7 separate regions of the Mus musculus genome follow, and all the other regions are linked to region 1. The links are chromatin contacts, called in public ChIA-PET, Hi-C, HiChIP or PLAC-seq, Micro-C and promoter capture Hi-C maps. All regions are on one chromosome and are shown on one strand. The core of a region is the stretch at or near the end of the contact, and the rest is flanking DNA. Distances in the headings are between cores, read along the strand shown.

The links. A called contact is a pair of places that touch in the nucleus more often than the background predicts. ChIA-PET counts read pairs in DNA pulled down with a chosen protein or histone mark. HiChIP or PLAC-seq counts read pairs in DNA pulled down with a chosen protein or histone mark. Capture Hi-C pulls out chosen DNA fragments and counts their contacts.
Region 2: a Micro-C map of embryonic stem cells shows a contact between it and region 1, with 1.8 times the contacts expected there. The contact joins the promoter of Ppp1r3b here to the promoter of Dusp4 in region 1. A contact is called at or near these places in 3 of 484 Hi-C or Micro-C datasets (CD4 T cells and embryonic stem cells) and 7 of 115 datasets of contacts at active chromatin or transcription factors (embryonic stem cells, extraembryonic endoderm stem cells, memory CD8 T cells and 3 more).
Region 3: a Hi-C map of bone marrow-derived macrophages shows a contact between it and region 1, with 19 read pairs. The contact joins the enhancer-like site here to the promoter of Dusp4 in region 1. A contact is called at or near these places in 3 of 39 promoter capture datasets (the 3T3-L1 cell line and liver), 1 of 15 datasets of contacts at CTCF or cohesin (large pre-B cells), 2 of 484 Hi-C or Micro-C datasets (the HL-1 cell line and bone marrow-derived macrophages), 22 of 115 datasets of contacts at active chromatin or transcription factors (SST interneurons, craniofacial prominence, double positive thymocytes and 14 more) and 1 of 9 other capture datasets (embryonic stem cells).
Region 4: an RNA polymerase II ChIA-PET map of effector CD8 T cells shows a contact between it and region 1, with 6 read pairs. The contact joins the enhancer-like site here to the promoter of Dusp4 in region 1. A contact is called at or near these places in 6 of 115 datasets of contacts at active chromatin or transcription factors (effector CD8 T cells, embryonic forebrain, embryonic stem cells and 2 more).
Region 5: a contact with region 1 is called in an H3K4me3 HiChIP or PLAC-seq map of forebrain, with 7 times the contacts expected there. The contact joins the enhancer-like site here to the promoter of Dusp4 in region 1. A contact is called at or near these places in 6 of 39 promoter capture datasets (the HPC-7 cell line, the SN4741 cell line, cranial neural crest and 3 more), 2 of 15 datasets of contacts at CTCF or cohesin (the NIH/3T3 cell line and large pre-B cells), 17 of 484 Hi-C or Micro-C datasets (B cells, LSK cells, Th1 cells and 11 more), 53 of 115 datasets of contacts at active chromatin or transcription factors (the 230-238 cell line, CD4 T cells, CD4 single positive thymocytes and 36 more) and 3 of 9 other capture datasets (adipose tissue, embryonic stem cells and liver).
Region 6: a Hi-C map of muscle stem cells shows a contact between it and region 1, with 5 times the contacts expected there. The contact joins the enhancer-like site here to the promoter of Dusp4 in region 1. A contact is called at or near these places in 10 of 39 promoter capture datasets (the 3T3-L1 cell line, the C10 cell line, cranial neural crest and 4 more), 1 of 15 datasets of contacts at CTCF or cohesin (large pre-B cells), 27 of 484 Hi-C or Micro-C datasets (the C2C12 cell line, CD4 T cells, CD8 T cells and 17 more), 28 of 115 datasets of contacts at active chromatin or transcription factors (the NIH/3T3 cell line, SST interneurons, bone marrow-derived macrophages and 20 more) and 1 of 9 other capture datasets (embryonic stem cells).
Region 7: a contact with region 1 is called in a promoter capture Hi-C map of liver, with 11 times the contacts expected there. The contact joins the promoter of Saraf here to the promoter of Dusp4 in region 1. A contact is called at or near these places in 10 of 39 promoter capture datasets (3T3-L1-derived adipocytes, the HPC-7 cell line, the SN4741 cell line and 6 more), 1 of 15 datasets of contacts at CTCF or cohesin (the NIH/3T3 cell line), 24 of 484 Hi-C or Micro-C datasets (B cells, CD4 T cells, CD8 T cells and 15 more), 59 of 115 datasets of contacts at active chromatin or transcription factors (the 230-238 cell line, CD4 T cells, CD4 single positive thymocytes and 43 more) and 4 of 9 other capture datasets (adipose tissue, liver, macrophages and 1 more).

The regions. Positions count from the first base shown.
Region 1 is chr8:34,806,209-34,808,908 of GRCm38.p6, reverse strand. Dusp4 (dual specificity phosphatase 4) reads right to left here and starts at 1,299. Exons shown (of 4, transcript NM_176933.4): 1 at 736-1,299. The coding sequence starts at 1,180.
Region 2 is chr8:35,375,267-35,377,966 of GRCm38.p6, reverse strand. Ppp1r3b (protein phosphatase 1, regulatory subunit 3B) reads right to left here and starts at 1,305. Exons shown (of 2, transcript NM_001364452.1): 1 at 1,214-1,305.
Region 3 is chr8:34,253,927-34,256,626 of GRCm38.p6, reverse strand. No RefSeq gene overlaps it. Among named protein-coding and RNA genes, the nearest start is that of Gm29243, 38 kb to the right of the region's middle. Within about 2 kb of position 1,371, at least 9 of the 459 cell types and tissues checked have an H3K27ac peak or open chromatin away from gene starts, as enhancers often do. A contact at or near this core is called in bone marrow-derived macrophages and liver, where this site is marked.
Region 4 is chr8:35,429,560-35,432,259 of GRCm38.p6, reverse strand. No RefSeq gene overlaps it. Among named protein-coding and RNA genes, the nearest start is that of Gm34853, 5.7 kb to the left of the region's middle. Within about 2 kb of position 1,364, at least 92 of the 459 cell types and tissues checked have an H3K27ac peak or open chromatin away from gene starts, as enhancers often do. A contact at or near this core is called in effector CD8 T cells and microglia, where this site is marked.
Region 5 is chr8:34,136,411-34,139,110 of GRCm38.p6, reverse strand. It overlaps Leprotl1 (leptin receptor overlapping transcript-like 1), which reads left to right. Exons shown (of 4, transcript NM_026609.2): 3 at 71-257; 4 at 1,273-2,700. The coding sequence ends at 1,389. Among named protein-coding and RNA genes, the nearest start is that of Leprotl1, 9.0 kb to the left of the region's middle. Within about 2 kb of position 1,445, at least 14 of the 459 cell types and tissues checked have an H3K27ac peak or open chromatin away from gene starts, as enhancers often do. A contact at or near this core is called in forebrain, neural progenitor cells and neural stem cells, where this site is marked.
Region 6 is chr8:34,274,882-34,277,581 of GRCm38.p6, reverse strand. No RefSeq gene overlaps it. Among named protein-coding and RNA genes, the nearest start is that of Gm29243, 59 kb to the right of the region's middle. Within about 2 kb of position 1,276, at least 62 of the 459 cell types and tissues checked have an H3K27ac peak or open chromatin away from gene starts, as enhancers often do. A contact at or near this core is called in the C2C12 cell line, CD8 T cells, the HL-1 cell line and 13 more, where this site is marked.
Region 7 is chr8:34,153,291-34,155,990 of GRCm38.p6, reverse strand. It overlaps Saraf (store-operated calcium entry-associated regulatory factor), which reads right to left and starts at 1,412. Exons shown (of 6, transcript NM_026432.4): 1 at 1,155-1,412. The coding sequence starts at 1,260.

The sequences.
Region 1 (2,700 bases), core at 50-2,549:
CCACCTAATTTCCTACGCCAGGGTTCGCTCGAACCAGGCACGCGCCGCTGGCAGAGTCGAGAATGATGTGTGAACAAAAGGTGGTAACTCTCTGCTCCCGGGATTAGCAGGAGCAGGCGCGGTTGTGCCTGGTGTCCCCCCACCCCCCCAAATACAGCACTTCAGCCTCCCTTAGACCGGGGCAAGTGGGGGTTGGCCGCCATCCAAGAAAGCTCTGAGTTTAGGCAGCGGGGAAAAAAAGAGATAGCTCCCCAGGTCTGCACCCCAATTCTCCTTTCCTCATTGACCGATGTGTATGAACTCCTGAGACAGCTCCTACCCTAGCATTCACCTTCCTTCACCCCCCTCTAGGGTTCCCGGGGTTATACCGAACCAGGCCTCTCTCGTCCCCGTGGGACCTAAGAGCGCGTTCTCAGTACTTGAAGCTGGGCTGCGCAGAGGAACCGCTGCCAGCATCCAGGCCAGAACCGTTCGCGTAAACAAACACGGAAACTCCAAGACGCGTGCGGATTGCAGGTGATTGGGGAAACGCGCCAGCACGGCCTCCCCGGGACTCAGGCTCCAAACCACAGCAAAACCGTTCACACTGACACGCACAAAGACACGCGAGGAAGGGGACTCCAGCACCCCGTAGTCACTCGGGTACTTTCCTCCCAATGCCCAGCAGGGCTCAGGCCGCCAAGTCCCTTACACTACCTACCCTCCCACCTCGCTCTCCCGGGCACCCACGTTTACCTTTAAGCAGGCAGATGTCCGTGCGCTCCGCGTTCCGGCGCAACGCCTGCACGACCAGCGACACCGTGCTGTCCTCCCGGAGACTCTCGGCGCGCGGGCTGCGCTCGTCGTAGACGATGACAGCCGAGTAGAGGCCAGAGCGCAGGCGGGCACGCACCTCTTCCTCGGCGGGCAGGATCTGCTCCAGGCTCACGGAGCCCTTGGCCCTCCGCCGCACGATGGTATTGCAGCGCACGTTCACCGAGCCTCGGATGTAGCCCGCGCTGTGAGCCAGAAACGGCCTGCAGTCCAGCAGCAGGCACTTGCCGCCGCTCAGCAGCCCCAAGGCGCCGTGGCTGCCGCTGCCGTTGCCGCCCGCGCTGCCGCCGCCGCCGTTCTCATCCCGGTTCATCAGCCTTTTGAGCACGCTGCAGTCCATCTCCCGCAGTTCCTCCATCGTCACCATGTCGCCGGCAAAACGCAGTAAGCTGGGGAGCTAGCTGGAGAAGGCCAAGGGCACCGGAGCCAGCTAGGCTAACAAGAAGGAACCAGGCGAGGGCTAAGAGGGCGCCTGCAGAAGTGACCCGCAAACTTGGCCCCAGGCTCTTCTCCCTCTAACACCCCTGCTTCCACCTCCCGCAGCCTCAACGTTACATAGCAGTCCCAGCCTTCTCTGGCGCCAAAGCTGGCGGGCGCGCGGCACCCGGGGCAAGCGATCGAGCAGGGGAGTGTGTTTACGAGAGAGGGCTCCTCTCGGTTTGTCGCCTCTGGTGTGTTTTGCTAGCTAGGGCTGCTTCTGCCGTGGGCTCCGCCGTTTCCCCCACCGCTGCACCGCCGGAGCTGCACGCACTGCCCCAGCCAGAGTTTCCTCCTCTGGCTTAGAGATTTATTAATGCTCGCCGGCTCTCCCGGGGGAGGGAAGAGTCATTACTACCTCGCCAGGCCCCGCCCCCAACGCAAGCTTCCCGCCCCGCCCCCACCCCGGCTCGTGAATGGAGCGCCGGCCCCCTCGCACCCAGTCACGGGGACTCGACGTCACAAAGAGAGGAGTAAACAGGGCGCTCGGTGCTGGCTGCCAGGCCCATTCATAAAACGGAGACCTAGAGGAAGAAAAGGAGGCAGCCTCCGACCCGCCCGCGAGCCGGCGGCTCGGGGACTTTGTGAATGGAGCCGCGGCGCGGTGCCCTGTCCTTCCTCAGCCCCGGAGCGCGGCGATCCTGGTAGAGATCGTTGCGGGTGGCGACGCGGGGCCTTACTGAGGCCTGGGCTCTCCGTGTGGAGGTCTTCACCCCTGCGCTCCCCCCCACCCCCCCGGCCTCCCCAGTCTTCGAGGTCTCGCTCCTGCAGCTCCGAGAAACCTGACACTGTGCGGCTGCCACCCCGTAGGGCTTGGGGACCTCTCCTCGCCGGACTTAATCTCGTTCTTCGTGCCCGGCCGGTTGTGTTTTGTCTTTGTTTTTTTCCATGCGATTCCCCGGACTTAGTTTATACATTAGCGTGATCGATTTCCATCCCGAGCTATTACATCTGGTTTATAGCTTCCCGCGGAACCTGGGCCAACGCAGATTTAGAAAGATGAAAGGGAAGGCCCTCGCGCCGAAGCCCAATAACAAAAGAGAGGTGGAGGGGTTTGTTACTTTACAACCCAGAGGGGGGCGTTAATTGGCCGAATGCTGTGCCCGTGCAAGAGAATGGGAGGCACTCGGGCCCAAGCTTCCTAAAACCTGCTTTTTTAACCATGGGGGGGGGGGGGGGGAATACCCGGAGGTTTTCCTCTTTGGTGGGAGTCCTCGCTTCCCTCCTCACACGCAACGTCCTCTAAGGAAATGACGGTTAAGGTCTACATTTGGTACGAAGGAAAAGATGCTGAAAAGTGCCCATGGGAAGAATGACCTTTTATAAAAGCAAATGTAATAAGCTAGGAGACGATTCGAGTTTCCGCATCCCTCTTTCCAGGTCACGTAGCATCTGCCACCCCCCATTTTA
Region 2 (2,700 bases), core at 56-2,555, 570 kb before region 1:
TCCCAAGAACAATCACACACCCTGCTTTCACGTGGGTGCCTCAGAAGTCAACTGCCTCTGAAGAGAGCTTGGGCCAGGTTTGGGACGCTTGCAGAAATACCTTCTGTGTCCTACTGAAATAATGTGGTCTTTCAAGATGCTGCCAGCCTTAGAAGGCCAGTAATATTTCTTTTAAGCTTGACAAGTCTGAACAGAAAAACAAAAACAAAAAACCAAAAAAAAAAAAAAAAACCAAAAACCAAAAAAAACAAAAAACAAAACAAAACAAAACAAAACAAAAAAAACCAAAACCCACAACCTGCCTAGCTTCAGGCAGTTGAGCGACTGAGTTTCTGACTGAGACCTTCTTTCTGCAACTCTTCCTCGCTGATGTCAAAACCAAGTTAACAATAACCCACCGCAACACTACATTAGATAAATATCCTCAACCAATTCAAGACACCACCATCCACTCCTCCCCCCCCCTTTCAGCAAATCTCGGTTCTCTCCCCAAATGTCTAGCTGATACTTTTATATGTATGAAGTTGACATTGGCCCCCTTTTGTATACAGACCCTAATTATTACAGTTTTAATGTATACACCCCTCAATCCTTGAAGAGAAATGTTTTTGAATAGGGCCGCATAATGAGCAGTCAGGTAGCTTTGAATGAGGCAGCCCACACCAGCTAATAAGGGCCAAAGACAGCAAGAAGCTCAGGCCTAAGAAGGCCTCTGCCCAGCTGAGCTTTAACAAACGAAGAACTCTCCGGGTTTAAGGGTTTCTTCTGAGGTCACTTGCAGCTTTGACCTTCAAGGTTGCTAATAGGGCCCCGATGCTTCTCTTTCTACTAACTTTCCCCTAAATGGCCCTAGTTTACTTCAGCTGTCTCTACTTTCTCCCTGGCTCCTGGACGTTCTTGCCAAAGGGACCAGTTCCTTCCCTGCCTAGGCTGAAGAAGCCTTTCTTTCTCCTGGACCCGCAAGCTGAGACAGGGCCACATTCCAGCAACTCTGCAAGTTCCCCCACTCAAGTCTTTTTCAACTTTCTCTGTTTCCCCGTGGGCCTGCCATCCCCTGTTCTGAAGCTGCCGTCCGGTTCAGAGCCTCTCCTCTGGGTTCAAAACGGTAGCTGTGAACAAGTCCCTGGGGGAAGGTCAGCGAGTCCCCATCCCACCAGACACAGGGTGTGCCTGCACCCGCCCTCGCCCCAGCTTAGACTGGGTCTGCACCTACCTCTCCCGGCGGCGCCGCAGCCGGGGCCGCTGCTCGCTGGCCTCATGGGAGAGCCTGAGAGAAGTGTCAGGGTTGATTGCTGCCACTGAACTACGTGAGCGTCGGGGTGTCCCGGGGGTAGGGCCTGGGCTTAGTTCCCGGAGACGAACAAGGAGGAGGAGCCCAAGTTATCACATCAGGGCGGGACCTGGCGGCGGGACAGCCCAGATGGGGGCAGCGCCTCGCGAGCACCCCCACGCGGGCTGCCCCGTTCCCGGGTGGAGCTCGCCTCGAGCCCATTGCCTTCCGAGACCCGAGACGACACAGCGTGTGCCTCTTGCCTGTGTGCAGCAAAAGGAGATCTGAACCTAAGTGGGGAGTAGTAGGGACTGGTCCGCACTACTTGATGGAGTCAGGGCTGGGACACGGGTTTCTCGCGTCTATTTCGTAACGGGAAACTGAAGCCCCGGGAGCTTGTATTTGGACTCCAGATTCTGCCACAAAAAACTAGAATTATCTTCCAAAGTGTCACATCTCAGGTTGGGGATGTGCCACGTTAGGACTCGAGACATCCTTTCTGTTCAGGACACGTTTCGCAGGCTAACTCGCTTAGGGATCTCGGGGGTCCCCTCTAGGCTCCATCCCAGCTCCGGTGCCTGAGATGTTTCTGCACGCTGAAGCGACAAGCCACCCGAGCCCAGCTAGGGGATTCTACTACCTGGGAGTCAGTGTTAGTGGGACAAATGGTAAGTGTCGGAGAACTCCCCCGCGTGCCCCTCACCGCAGATTTCCTGGCTCTGGACCTTGAACTAGAGGCTTGAGGAGGTACGTACCCGGTACCACTCTTGAGTACGGAGGGGAGACCCTTCAGCCCGCCCCACCATCTGAGCTGGGTGACAGTGACAGCAACCACGACGGCAAAAGTGGGGCAGGCACTCGGCTTGGTCCACGCAACAGCAGCCCTCTCACCTGCTCACTGGATTGCAGCACTCTGGATTCCAGCTCCAGCAATCTGTGGCTCACTTTAACTTTCCAGCCACCTCTCCCCACTAAGGGTGCTATCCAAGACCACCTTACCCCCACCCCCACGTGAACGCAGGACTCAGCCAATGAGCTTCCGGGACATGAGCCGCAGACCAATAGCTACACTTGGGGCGAACAGCACTCTACCACGTGATCTGCAGTGTGTGGCGAGTGACAGGGCTGGAGTCCAGGATCTGGGAAGGGGACAGCGGGTCACAATTTCATCAGGAACCGGGGTACCCATGCCAAGGGGTGGAGGCGATTTCCTACGGTAGAAGGTCCGGCTGTAGAGAGACGGACTGAGGAGCACAGGCTGTGTGCAAAGTTCCCCACTGCTAACAAAGTTCTAGCTAGATGGTAGACTCCCAAGTGTGGAAGGCAGTGTTGTCTTTCCTTTGGCCCCTCCTTCTCCCGCCCTCTTAGGACAAAAAGCCCCAGGGTTCACAGATGGCCATGACCTTCTCAGAATGCCCAGAAGCAAGTGT
Region 3 (2,700 bases), core at 122-2,621, 550 kb after region 1:
AGAGGCTCTTTAACAGGACCATGGAACTAGAAAGTTATGGAGGGAATGCTGAGGTCTTAAACACTGGAATTCATTCTAACATTAAGAAATATGGGGAAGGAAGAAAGTGATCAAAAATATATTATATTAAAAATTAATAAAAACATACATATAAAACATGGGCTCTAACTAGTTACTTGCTTTTAATCTCAAGAACTTGTCATTCTTGAGGCATGGGAAACTCTAAGGAGAACTAGAGAGGGGACTTGAAACATGACCCCAGGACCAGAGTCCCTCCTGCCAAAGCTTAGGGCAGGACTAGTGGAGCCTAAACTTCAAGGCATGAAGCAGGGATGGAAAGGCAGAGATGGCCTGTAGATCAGCCTGAGTGACCCAGATATGACAGTAACTTAGCAAAAACTATGGGGCCAGCCTTGGTGTACAGGGACTTCCTTTTCTCTCAAGAAAGAAAAACAAAAAACAAAAACAAACAAACAAAAAAACCTAAATTACTTGTATTTAACTTGCCAAGGGAGTTCTATAAGGAAAAATCATCCCAGCTTCAATGAACAGGTTTTTGTTTTGTTTTAGGAAAAAGCTTCTAAATAGATACATTTGGAGCTGTATTCATAAACACGCATGTTAACATCAAACCAGCTTGTTAGAGTTCATGAAAAGACAGGCTCGAAGCAAGCATTAGTTCAATTATTCACCAATTATTGTAAGCATCTCTATGAGAGTCATAGAGTGAACACCAACACAAAAGTCTCACCCTCCAGGATTTTCTATTCTTTCAGGCCCCATATGTTGAATGCTGTCTTAGTCACTTTTCTGTTGCTGTGAAGAGACACCATGACCAAGGCAGCCCTTATAAAGGAAAGCATTTAATTGGGGGCTTGCTTAAAGTTTCATAGGCTTAGTCCATTATCGTCATGGCAGGGAGCAGAGCAGCACGCATGGCAAGCATGATGCTGGAGCAGTAGCTGAGAGCTACATCCTGACCTGCAGGCAGAGAGGGAAACTGGGTCTAGGATGAGCTTTAAAATCTCGAAGCCCACCCTCAGAGGAACTCCTCCAAAAAGGCCACACCCCCAATCCCTCTCAAACAGTGCCATTCCCTGATGATGAAGCATTCAAGTACATAAACCTGTGGGGGCCATTCTTCAAAGCACCACAGATGAGATCAATTCTATGACAATATACAAATGTTGCTATCCTCACCACTGTGAGCAAATACCTAACAGAAACAAGCATAAGGGAGGAAGGATTTAATTTGGTTTGTAGCTTTTAAGACTTCACCCTGAAGACATGGACTCCACTGATTCTAGACACAGAGAGACTTGGTAGTGGGAGGATGACAGAAGTAGCTGTCCACTTTAAGACAAACAGGAAGCAGAAAGCAAAGGCTGAGGGCCAGTTATAACCTTCACCCCAGTGACCTACTTCCTCCAGCTGAACTCTGCTTCCTCAAGTTCCCACAGATTCCCTGATTAAACCACCAGCTGAGAACCTTGTGTACCACAGAAGAGCTTCTGGAAAACAACTCCTATCTAACCATAACAGAATGGAAGTAATAAGTGACAATCTCTTCAAAACAGTGACAAATAAGCAGAGTCTGCGGGGAAGGGGGTGACCTTGTATAGCTCTCAGAAAAAAAGCATTCCGTACAGAAGTAACAGGGAGCACAAAGGCTTCAGGGTGGTAATAAGCCAAGTATGATCTACAGTGTAGTCTATATGTGGCCTATATGTATATGTGTGTGTGTGTATATATATATGTGTGTGTGTATATATACATATATATATTTTACATATATATATATATATATTAGTAGAGTTAGATGACACTAAGCGAAAGGAATCAGCAGACACTGAGAATGGGAAAGTAGGCAGCAGCCAGAGTGAGCCTTGTGCTAAGTGGATCTTGACTTGAAATGAATATTCATCAGTCACTGTCTCCTCTCTCCTCCCCAGGGTCGTTGACCACTGGCCCAGGAGGATAAAGGGAGCAGAGTCAACGAGCAGGGTTTCAGAAGTCCCATGAGCATAACAGAAATAACAGACATCCCCGGGACCAGCATTGGGGTGGCAGATCAACTTTATTCAGGGTGAATCAAGGGTTATATAGTTTGGGGTATATCCAGAGTGGGCAAAGGTCATTGGCTGAAGGCTAAGACACTGAGAGAACTCATTAGCATGGGGAGGCGTTCCAGGAATCTCAGGTTCTTGTTGAATGGGTTTCTTATAAGGAAAAAGGAAGCTGAACCCGTAATCTCACCAAGGCTACGTGACGCTCCACAGGTAGACAGTATGAGGGTTTTGAGCTCCCCAGACAAAGTCAGAGAAGGAGAAGCCCTGCTGGTAAAGGGAGTCCCCCATTTTACAGCAAGGTCAGAAGGCTATCCAGACAACGGTAGACTTGGGCCTTAGTTAGCAGGGTTTCTCCACAAGTGACCAGTACTAGGAGACAGAACGCTATGAAAAACAACTCAGCCAAGGAAAGCAAAAACAAAAGTATTAGTTCAAACAGAGAAAGAAGCCCCGGGAAGCATTAATAGAGACGGGAGCCAGTAACAAAGCCTGAACATAACTTGCTGTGACTTGGAGTATGGTATGAGTAACATCCCAAGACACCTCTGTGATTGAGGGATTGGTCCCCAGGGTGGCATTATTAGGAGGTGGGACATTTGGGAGTAGGGCCTAACCAGGAGGTCTGTAAGCC
Region 4 (2,700 bases), core at 115-2,614, 620 kb before region 1:
AGCACTTAGACAGTGATAACACTGGAAGGATTATTAAAAGCAGCAGAAACATGCTACTAAATCAAAGTTGTGTAAACTGTGCTATTGGTGCGATGTGGAATATTCTGTGGTGCTCATTGAAATGACGTCATAAAAGCATCCTTGTTGACACAGCTTTGATCCTATATTGTTAAGTGAAAGATAGCTTCACAGCCTCATTTTATCGATCTTTATCCTGGAAAAGACTAGCATGGTTAGCTCTTAGGCATAAGGTTATATTAAAACCTTGAAGTCTCAAAACGATTATGCGTACTAAGGACTTCCTTCTTGTCGTTTTTATTTTTAAAAAAATTCTGCAGTTGTCAGGTTGGACTTGTGTGATTATATATACGCTAATGCACATATATACATCAGAGCAGTAGGAGAACATTTTAATGGGTACATTTAGACACCCTACCTTCTGCACACAGCATCTTCCCCTTGTATCCGCATGGGGCATCAGGCCCACCAGGGTTCTGGATTACTCTACTTCTGCTAAGGTAGGATGAGACAGTGGTAGATACCTAGCACTCAGGTAGCTGAGGCAGGAGGTTGGTGAGTTTGAGGCTAGCTTGGGCTATAAAACAAAACAGTCTCAAAACAAAACAAAAACAAAAAACAAACAAACAAACAAAAACCAGCTGAAGGAAAAGAACCCAAAGGCTGGTATGCCCATCCCCCAGAACCCCTGCATTTCCCACAGAACCCCTGTGTGTCCCAGGATGGTCAACAACTCAGTTTGCCTGGACTGAGGGCTATCCTAGGCTACAAGATTTCCTGCGTTCACTGAGAAAGCCTAGGCCAATTTTGGGACCAATTGGTCAGTACTTCCCAGGCATAGAGGTTGACTCTGATTCCCTTCGTAGAATGCATTCTCCCACAGGTCTGAATTCTTCTGGTCTCAAAGCTAGGAGGGCATGAAGTTCAGCAGGTGGAGCAGGACTCAGAAACAAAACAAAACAAAACAAAACAAAACAAAACAAAACAAAACAAAACAAAACAAAACAAAACACTCTGCACTTTTGTCTCTGCATTTAGCCCAGGGCATGCTTTTGTTCTGTGTCTGAGCTTCCAGAAATAAAATGAAATAAAAGATTATCTAAATAATTCAGGACGAACTGGTTATTCAGTGAAGTACTTTCTCACATCCACTATTAAGGACTCCTTTTTTGTAGGCTGAAGCTAACGTTTATTCCATTCCTTTGGCTCTACGTTTTCCGGCTAAAGCTTTTAGCGTAAAACAAAAGAAGAAAGGGGTCAGGGACCGGAAGAGAAAAACCACAGCCAGTGTGGGAAGGAAACCTGTCGCAAGCGGAAGTCTGTGTTAACTGCACGGAGCTTCAATGAGGTTTGCCTGTGCGCCCCAGAGCTCAGGTTTGTAAACCGAGGCAAAGGGATGAGGGTGTCAGACGCTGTGACGTGTGTCACCCTTTGGCCACACTGATCTAGCTGTGGGACGTGACAGGGAGTGTCTGCCCAGAGCTGGCCTGGCTCACTCGGGTAGGTCATGTGGGTAGCCGATGGACCTCTCCGCATTTCTCTGTCTTGACCTTGGAGGTCAAGAGTGCAGAGTAGGAGAGCGCTGGCAAAAGTTAGACGTGACCTGTAGTTCATCCACTTCCGGTGTGCTGTTTGAGAAGTTATTTGACCTCACTATGAAATGAGTAATGTGAATGATACTCTTCTTACTCCACATTGATCTTTCTCCTCGCCAGACACCTGGGCACGATGAGACCTGCGGTCCTTTCAAGACAAGAAAGAAGCTGATCCAAGGAGTACAGAACAGCATTCGCAGCTCTGTGTGCACAGTGTCCTCTGAGCTTGGAATCCAGGACTTCTCCAATGGGAAACCTTTTCTTTTCTTTTCTTTTCTTTTCTTTTCTTTTCTTTTCTTTTCTTTTCTTTTCTTTTCTTTTCTTTTCTTTTCTTTTCTTTTCTTTTCTTCTCTTCTCTTCTCTTCTCTTCTCTTCTCTTCTCTTCTCTTTCTCTTCCTCGTCTCTTCCTCGTCTCTTCCTGTCTCTTCCTCGTCTCTTTCTCGTCTCTTTCTCTTCTCTTTCTCTTCTCCTTCTCTTCTCTTCTCTTCTCTTCTCTCCTCTCCCCTCCCCTCCCCTCCCCTCCCCTTCCCTTCTCTTCCCTTCCCTTCCCTTTCTCTTCTCCTTTCTTTTCTCTTCTTTTCTCTCTTCTCTTCTTTTCTCTTCTCTTCTCTTCCTTCTCTTCCCTCTCCTCCCCTCTCCTTCCTCTTTCTCCCATCTCCCTCCCCTTCCCTCTTTCTTTATTTTTTTGGGACAGGGCTTCTTTATGTTGGCCTGGCTGTCCTGGAACTCATTCTGCAGAGCAGGCTGGCTTCAAACTCAGAGGTCCACCTGTCTATGCTTCCTAAGTGCTGGGATTAAAGGCATGTGACACCACTAGCACCACTACTACCCCTTTGTTAGCTTGTAGTTATTGTACAAAATATGGAGTTTCATGAAGACATTTTCCTACCAACAGATGATGTACTTTGGCCCCCCACTGCCATTACCCTCCCTTAACCCCACCCACCTTCCCCTGCTAGCCTTCTTCTACTTCTCTCCACACCAGAACTTTAGATTTATCTTTGTTTTCCAAGACAGTCTCCTATGTAGGATTTCTTGTGGCTCATGAGCTGCTTTTGCAGAATGCTGGGAAACTGGTTTGTGTGAG
Region 5 (2,700 bases), core at 196-2,695, 670 kb after region 1:
GGAGCATGGTTAGGGTGTTGAAAGGTGACGCGTCTGACTGCTCTGCCACTGACTCCGCTCTCTTTTCCAGCCAATACTGGCCCCTCTTCGTTCTCTTCTTTTACATCCTCTCGCCCATCCCGTACTGCATAGCCAGAAGATTAGTGGATGACACGGACGCCATGAGCAACGCGTGTAAGGAGCTTGCCATATTCCTCACCACAGGCATCGTCGTCTCGGCTTTTGGACTCCCTGTTGTGTTTGCCAGAGCACATCTGGTAAGTGGCCATACTCTACGAATGCTTTTATAGCAGACTGTCCACTCTCTTCTGTTTTGCTATGTGAAAGAGAGGTGGCAGCATTAGGGTGGAGAGGACGGATTAAAGCCTCGGCTTTCCGTCTCTTCTTGCTGTCAGACTGAAACTGTTGGAAGACATGGCTGGGCTCCGCAGCAGAAAGGGCACAGTAACTGTGCTGTGCATCCTCCGGCCAGCCTGTCCTGTAAAGCCCGAACCGGTGGTTCTCAGCCTTCCTAGTGCTGGGACCCTCCAACACGGTTCCTTATGTTGTGGTGACCCCAACCATAAAAATAGTTTGTTGTTGCTACTTCATAACTGTAAGCTTGCTTATGATGATCATAATGTAGATATCTGACATGTAGGGTATCTGATATGCCACCTGGTTGAGAGCCTCTGACCTAAAGCACAGATGTGTGAGACACTTATCCTCTGAGCCTGGGAAAGTGTGAAAGAGGAGAAAGGGCAGACTTGTACCCAGAATCACCCTCAGCTCTGGAAAGGTGGGGAGAAGGGCTGAGACTAGCCACACGTCAAGTGTGGTACAGGCATTTGCCTCCTCTGCCCCCGTCAGAGAAAGTACAAGTATGTCTCCCTCACTGGTACTTAGAGTTCAACTTCTGCTCCAAACAAGATTTTAGACTCCCTAAGCAAAACTTCCTTTGTAAGTAGTAATTACACAATCCCATGCGGTGCTGGCGACACGGGGCAGGGTGCATCCTAAACACACAGGACCCTGGGGTGGGACTGCAGAGAGAGCCGAAGCAAGCTACAGTGGCCGTTCTCGAAGGCGAGCTTGTTCCTGAGTGATTTATCACCTCCTACGATCAATCAATAGTAAATAAAAACACATACAGGGTGTGGAGTGTTGTGCTGTGAAGGTCACCCAAGCCACATTGCTTAGGATGGTGATTGACTGATGCACAGAGATGGATTTGCTGTTCCTCGTTGCCTTCACGTCGCGTGTCTGCTGAATGTGTCTCTCTTCCTGCCGTAGATCGAGTGGGGAGCTTGCGCACTTGTTCTCACGGGAAACACAGTCATCTTCGCGACTATTCTAGGCTTCTTCCTGGTCTTTGGAAGCAACGACGACTTCAGCTGGCAGCAGTGGTGAGGAGCTGCTGAACTGTAGTCACGTTGGACTTCTGTCGTCTGCCGGCCACCCGTGCACAGGAGAAGGGGCCGTGATGCTGAGCTGTTGGCGAGCCTCTGGGGTGTCCTAGTTGCTTCCTTCTCACTGTTGTTCGCCTCCTGTTTCCATGGGGACTTGCTGAAGATTAAAAGGATTTTCTCATTTGGAAAAGCTTGGCTGGTTTCCCACTTCTCTAGACTGCTTTCCATGGTGTCCTGCTGAATCTAAAATCCTTACATGTTTTCCCTGTTCAGTTGTTTTAAAATCAGTATGCAATGTTACCCATTTTTAAGATGTAATAGCCATTTGCATTGGTTTAGGAATTCAGAACTTCTGGCTGTATTATGGGCTAAAGTATATATTTTCTCTAAAAATCAGTTAATCTCCATTATTAAAAAAAAAAGTATACATGAGTAAGTTTTCATTCAGTCAGGATGACATCACTCCAGGTGAATGCAAACCTTCAGAGCGTTGACATACCTTATCTACTATTTACTCAGTGAAAGATAGCTGCATTTATACCTCAGGGGGGCCGACTGATACTGCCCATGCCCTCCAGAAGGGTTGCTGGTTTTACTAGTGGACAGGTGTTTTGTGAATTGAAAACTATTTTGTGGAATTGCTATAAAAGAGTGCTTTTCTCCTCAACTGTTAGAAGAATTTATGTTAGACTTTAAGGTACAAGTGTAAAAACAAGTTCCGGGATCCAGTTTCTATCCGTGTGTGTTATGGTCAAAGCAAGCGAGTAGCTGTGTGGGAAAAAGCAACATTGGCTTCCCACTGTCTGCGTGCCGTTTCCATCCTTAGTGACAGGTCTGAGCTCTGTCACCTCTCATGGTTTGGAGGGTGAAAGGGACATGCATGGGACAGTTGTGTGTTTGCAGTGTAGATATTCAAAAGCTTCCCTCTGCTTCCTCCTTTTAACTTATTTGTACATTGTATATATTAAGTAAAAGAACTTTTCAAATATAGTTTAATAACGTTTAGAAATGTTTGACTACTAGGAAACCAATTGCTATGCCATACATGCAGAGTGCCCCTCCCCCACAAGGCCTTGACATGATTCACAAGTGACTTGTTAGTCTTGCAGGTAATCCAGGAACGTGCAGTTGTAGGACTTAGACCACCGTAAGAGTAGTCTCCCAACCTTACAGCGTATGTACTTGAAAAGCACTTAAGGCAGGTTTGCTGTAAACCTCTCAGTTGTCGCGGTTTGGTTTCATCGTGATGGATCCGCTGTCGTGAGTAAGGTATTTATTGTATGAATTCATACAGAGTAGCCAAATCCAGCTG
Region 6 (2,700 bases), core at 27-2,526, 530 kb after region 1:
GTGGAGCCGTCACCGTGGCTCTGGCCACAGACCTCTTACACTCTTCCTTAGAAGACGACAAGCAGCCATGCCCCTGAGGGTAACCATAGCAATGATTCACTTGGGCCATATTCTTATATGACCAGGATGAAATCATACAGTGTAGATCCCTGTGTCTAGCTCGGTTCTATCTTATCACGTGACTCATCCACAGAACACAGTATGTTCTCTCTCCTGCTGAATTCTACTCTGCGTGGATATGCCACAACTGATGCCCTTGAAATCACTTCACCTTTGGGGCCAATGTGAACAGTGTTGATGTGAGCCTTCTTGTGTGCATCTTGGTAGCTGTCTGAATATCATATGCCTGGGGCTAAAATTGCTTGTTCACAGACAAGGATTGTGCTGGCCAGTTTTATATCAACTTGACATAAGTTAGAGTTATCTGAAAGAAAGCAAACTTAATTGAGAAAATGCCTCCATGAGATCCAGCTGTAAGGTATTTTCTTAATTAGTGGTTAATAGGGAAGAGATCAGAGCATTGTGGGTGGTGCCACTCCTGGGCTGGAGGTTCTGGGGTTCGATATATAAGAAAGCAGGCTGAGCAAGCCACGGGGAGCAAGCCAGTAAGCAGCCCCCCTCCATGGCCTCTGCTTCTGCTCCTATAACCAGGTTCCTGCATTGATTGAGCCCCTGGCCTGACTTCCTTCGTGATGGATGCAAAAGCAGAAGCCAAATAAACTTTTTCCCCCCTAGCTTGCTGTTGGTCATGGTATTTCATCACAGCAATGGTAACCCAGAGTAAGAAACGTACATATAAAAATCCTTCTTGCTGCACATACTTGTCAATATCACAATATTGCCTTTTCTGCTTAACCTGTTTTAGTAATACATGGTAATCTTTCACCACAATAAAGCATTTATTTATTTTGTTATTAAGCCTTGGCTGTCTGCTTTTAGAAGTGTATCTTGGTCATTTCTCTCATACTTTGTTTTGGAGCAAACAGACCTTTTCCCTGATGACTAATGAAGTTATCATGCTCACAAACCAAATGAGTCACGGAGCTAAAGTGAGACTTAGAACAACAGCCCGAAGCCTCTAGGCTTTTGCTGCCACCAGAATAGGGAGTTCAGGGTCAGTTGTAGTTGGTAATTGTGGCCAAGAAAAGCCAATGAATAAATCTTAAATCTTAAATGTCCTTAAACCATGACGGGACTCGTGTGTGTGTGTGTGTGTGTGTGTGTGTGTGTGTGTGTGTGTGTGTGTGTGTGTTTTCTTTTGTAACTCATTGCATAGTTCCCCAGCATGAACTTTATAAATAACTGCATCATGCTACAATGTCAAAAGGTGGTGGTAGTGGGTGAGCTAAATAATGGCATGGCCATTTATGAATTACAGGGACTGACCTAAAAATTGTGTGTGGGATAGATGATAGAAAGTGAAACTGTGCGTAGGTAAAAATAGTTAGAGATAAGTGGGACAGGAAGAGAAGCAACAAAACCGGAAAACAAAGACAAACCAGTGCAAGCTGGAAAGGGAAATTTACAAGAACTAATCCTTCGATTCTTTTTTTAAGACCAAAAGCAGAAAAAGAAAGGGTTTTTTTTTTTTTCCTTTCTGATGACAGATGGACACAGTGGGCCAGAAGACAAGGCAGTTTTTGAAAAGTATATACTTTGTGTAAAACCCAATGATTTTTGACATGTCAGCTATATCCAAGAGAAAAAAAAATACCTCATCCTGAAAAATGGGAATTTTGGTTCAAGAAATATAAGGCTAAAGATAGAGTTGGGTGAATCAGTTGAAAAGAGATCTAGAAGTGAAGATAAGTTAGAGAAAGGTCAGAGAAATAGGAAGGGGGAGTCTGCCTGTTCCAGTAACTCAAGGACAAAAATCAGAGCAGTGTGTCTACGGCAGTGGGTCTAGAGTATCGGGTCTAGAGCAGTGGGTTCTATAGCATCTACGGCAGTGGGGTCTAGAACAGCAGGGTGTAGAGCAGCAGGCCTAAAGCAATGGGTCTAGAGCAGTGGATCTAGAGCAGCAGGGTCTAGAACAGCAGGGTCTAGAGCAATGGGTCTAGAGCAGCATATTAATAGAACATTTAGCAATGTCTTCCATTGTGAAAAGCAGGAGAATTGGGTCAGGAGTAATTGAAAATAGAGTTGAATGAAACCATTTCCATGGTGGAGAGCTCTTCTTATTTCAGACCCTGAAAATCCAAGGACCATAATCACTGAAAATTCCATAGCTTCCAAAAGTTAGATTTGGCTTGCAGATTTCCCACTTATGTGGGAATAGTGATAACCACGCCCTTATAATAGTTTTTGCAGAAAACCTATCCACTACACTTACTGTTTCAGATATGTTCCATTTCGAAGCAATAGCCCATTGAATTTGTGCAAAGATTGAGGATGAAATGCTGAGTTCTGTGTGAGCAGCTGTCATGACAGATCGCAGATCTTGAGTGGTTAGATTCTGTTGTTCTGGATGTTCAGCCAGGGTGTTCTGCCTCTCAAATAAGCCTCGGCCTAGGAATCCTTAGGCCCCTATTGTGGCCCTGTGTGATGCTCACAGGACCTAGTTTCACTCAGATCTCAATCTGGTTTGAGGCTTTACACTACACATGAGCCAAACTCAGCAAAATGACAAGCAGGGTGACTCACATTATGGGAGTGAGTCTCTTTTCACTAGGATCTACTGGCCTTGTGATGAAAAAGGAC
Region 7 (2,700 bases), core at 163-2,662, 650 kb after region 1:
CCTTCATACAACAGTTCCTAAACGTCTTAAAATGAGGTAGAAACCAATTGAGTTAACGATGCAAAATATTTTGGTGCTTTTCGTTCCAGAACAATAATTTTACAGCAAAAGTAGAGTAAGAACCACCAGGAAGTGGTTCACCATTAATTTAAATGTGGTTGTGTTTCTCCTTATAATTCCCCTGAGCCTACATCTCCAAAGTTCCCCAGATTTTCAATGAATTGTAATCAAGTCTCTTGGTTTTTCACACAACCTTCTAGGATTACTTGGGCAAAGTGTACAGGCAATTTATTCCAAACAGCATGGCAAGGCATACTTATCAAGTTAAAGCTCAGTCAGTCGGCCGTGCAGAGCAACTGCACTGACCCACTTCAGCACGCACGAACAAAATTATCTTTCAAAAATAAACCTGTTGTTTAAATTCAAAACCACGAACAAAATTATCTTTCAAAAATAAACCTGTTGATTAAATTCAAAATCCAGGCATACACTGCCATTGCTGTATTTTCCATGCCTGACAGCTTTCCACTCCAAGCCAAAAAAAAAAAAAAATGTCATTTTAATTGTCATTTAAATGTCATTTAAATTTAAGAGTTTATTTCTACATTTTAATAACAGAGGGAGGGGGTCCGCGAGCGAGAGCGCTCCCCATCAAACCAATTTGCATGTATTTTTACATAAAAGTTAAGAAATTGTATTTTAGATTTCACCATGCATGCATGGTGAAAAGTATGAAGAAAGCTAGTATAAACAACGCAGTTTGCGGCACTAATTAGAATAAACAGCAGGAATCCAGGTTTGCTGTCCTGGCCCCTACTCGGGACTCAGACCACTGGGTGCATGGTAACGACGAGCCATAGCAACAGGCAGCCATGACAACAGTGGGCGATGATGACATCGAACAGCCATGATAACAAGACAAGATGCGCAGGTAGAGAGTCAAACTTGTCATCAGGACTCAAGGATGCGGCCTACAGAACAAGAAAAGCGGACCATCTGGGAGTCCGAGGACCTGGAGAACTTTTCAGAACGGATTCGTGCGCCCCGCCCACTCCTAGAGGCAAAGCAAAGAAGCCAGGAGAAGACAGACAGGAGGAAAGTGGTCCAAAGGGGGTAGTGATGAAGAGGCCGGGCACCCGCAGGGCGGCACTCACCAGGGTCGTTCCAGCCCAGCGCAGGGCCGGCTACCAGCAGGAGTGACAGCAGGAGCAACAGCGGGCAGCGCAGGGCTCTCGGGCGGCCGACAGCGGCCACAGCCATGGCGCTGGGTGAAGACGGCGCTCGGTGGCCCGAGACCCGCTGCGGAAGTCGGCCAGCCGCTGCGCAGCGACCACAGGAACCCACCATAAAAGGGACCACCTGACAGCAGCAAGACGCGACGTTACTTTGTCCTGCGCCAATCTGACGTCACTGCCGCTGCGGCACGTAGGCGTCCGTGACTGGTCGCGTTCGGCCCCGCCCCTAGCGTGGCACCGCCTTGTGGGCGGGACCAGACAGGGCGCTGTCGCGTGGGCGGAGTCTCGGGGCAGACACCTTCTGACTTGTCAGTACCGTGGTACCCTAGCGAGTGCTCAAATGTTCCGGAAGGTTCGTTCAGTGCAAAGCTGCCAAAGTTTTAGAAGTTAGAAACTTTCTGAAAGGGAAATCGAGGAAATAATCTAATAATACTTAAATTCAAAATTCCAGTAATCTTTCTGTAGGGCGTTATTTTGCAGGTTGGGGACCTGCTTAAGATTGATGTTCAGTTACCATGTACTAAAAGGGAATCAGGCAGAAAGGCACCAAGGGAATGACTTTGTGATTTCTGAGCATGGACCCTTCGCACAGTTCAACCACCCAGACAAAAACGTTTCTCTGTGCTTTGAAGTCTGGTGCGAGTCTGAGTTTCTTGGATGCGGTCATTCAACAAGTACATGTTGAATACCTAATATAACATAAAATACAAAATAAGACAGCCACTGTTTTAGCCATGGAAAATAACAAGGTCCTCGTATTCGGTAAGCTTAAGATGATATAGCACAGGACAAAAAAAATAAGAATAATAATTAGTAAGTTTGTTATCAAAAATAAAACAAGATAATACACACTGAGAGGCAAATTCTGGAAGGGCCCGCCTAGGGGAATTACTTTGAAGCTTGAGATGTGAATAATAAGAAAAGAACTCATTAAAAAAAAAAAAAAAGGTAGAGGTCTTGGCTGGAGAGTTGGCTCAGCAGTTAAGGGCACTGACTGCTCTTGCAGAGGTCCTGAGTTCAATTCCCAGCAACCACATGGTGACTCACAACCATCTGTAATGGGATCTGATGCCCTCTTCTGGTGTGTCTGAAGACAGCTGTAGTGTACTCGTATGAATAAAATAAATTAATCTTAAAAAAAAAAAGTAGAAATCTAACCTCATGGCCAGTGGCTTAGTGGTTAACATCTCACCCCACCTCCACTCACCCCTCACCTCATTCCATCCCCCCCTCTCCCCCACCCAGTACCCCAATACCCTGCTCTGGCTATGTTTTCAGAAGCAGTCAGTCATCCACACAGCCTTTTTAGGTTGAGATTCTAACACACTTGTCAGAACCTACCTGGCAGGTACTGTACTAGACAGTGTAGATACAATGGAGAACTTTAAAGTTGGAGGCATGAGATAGGCAAACAAGACCAGTGAAACTAAGTTTCTAGGAAACTAAGAACAGGAGATGGAACACG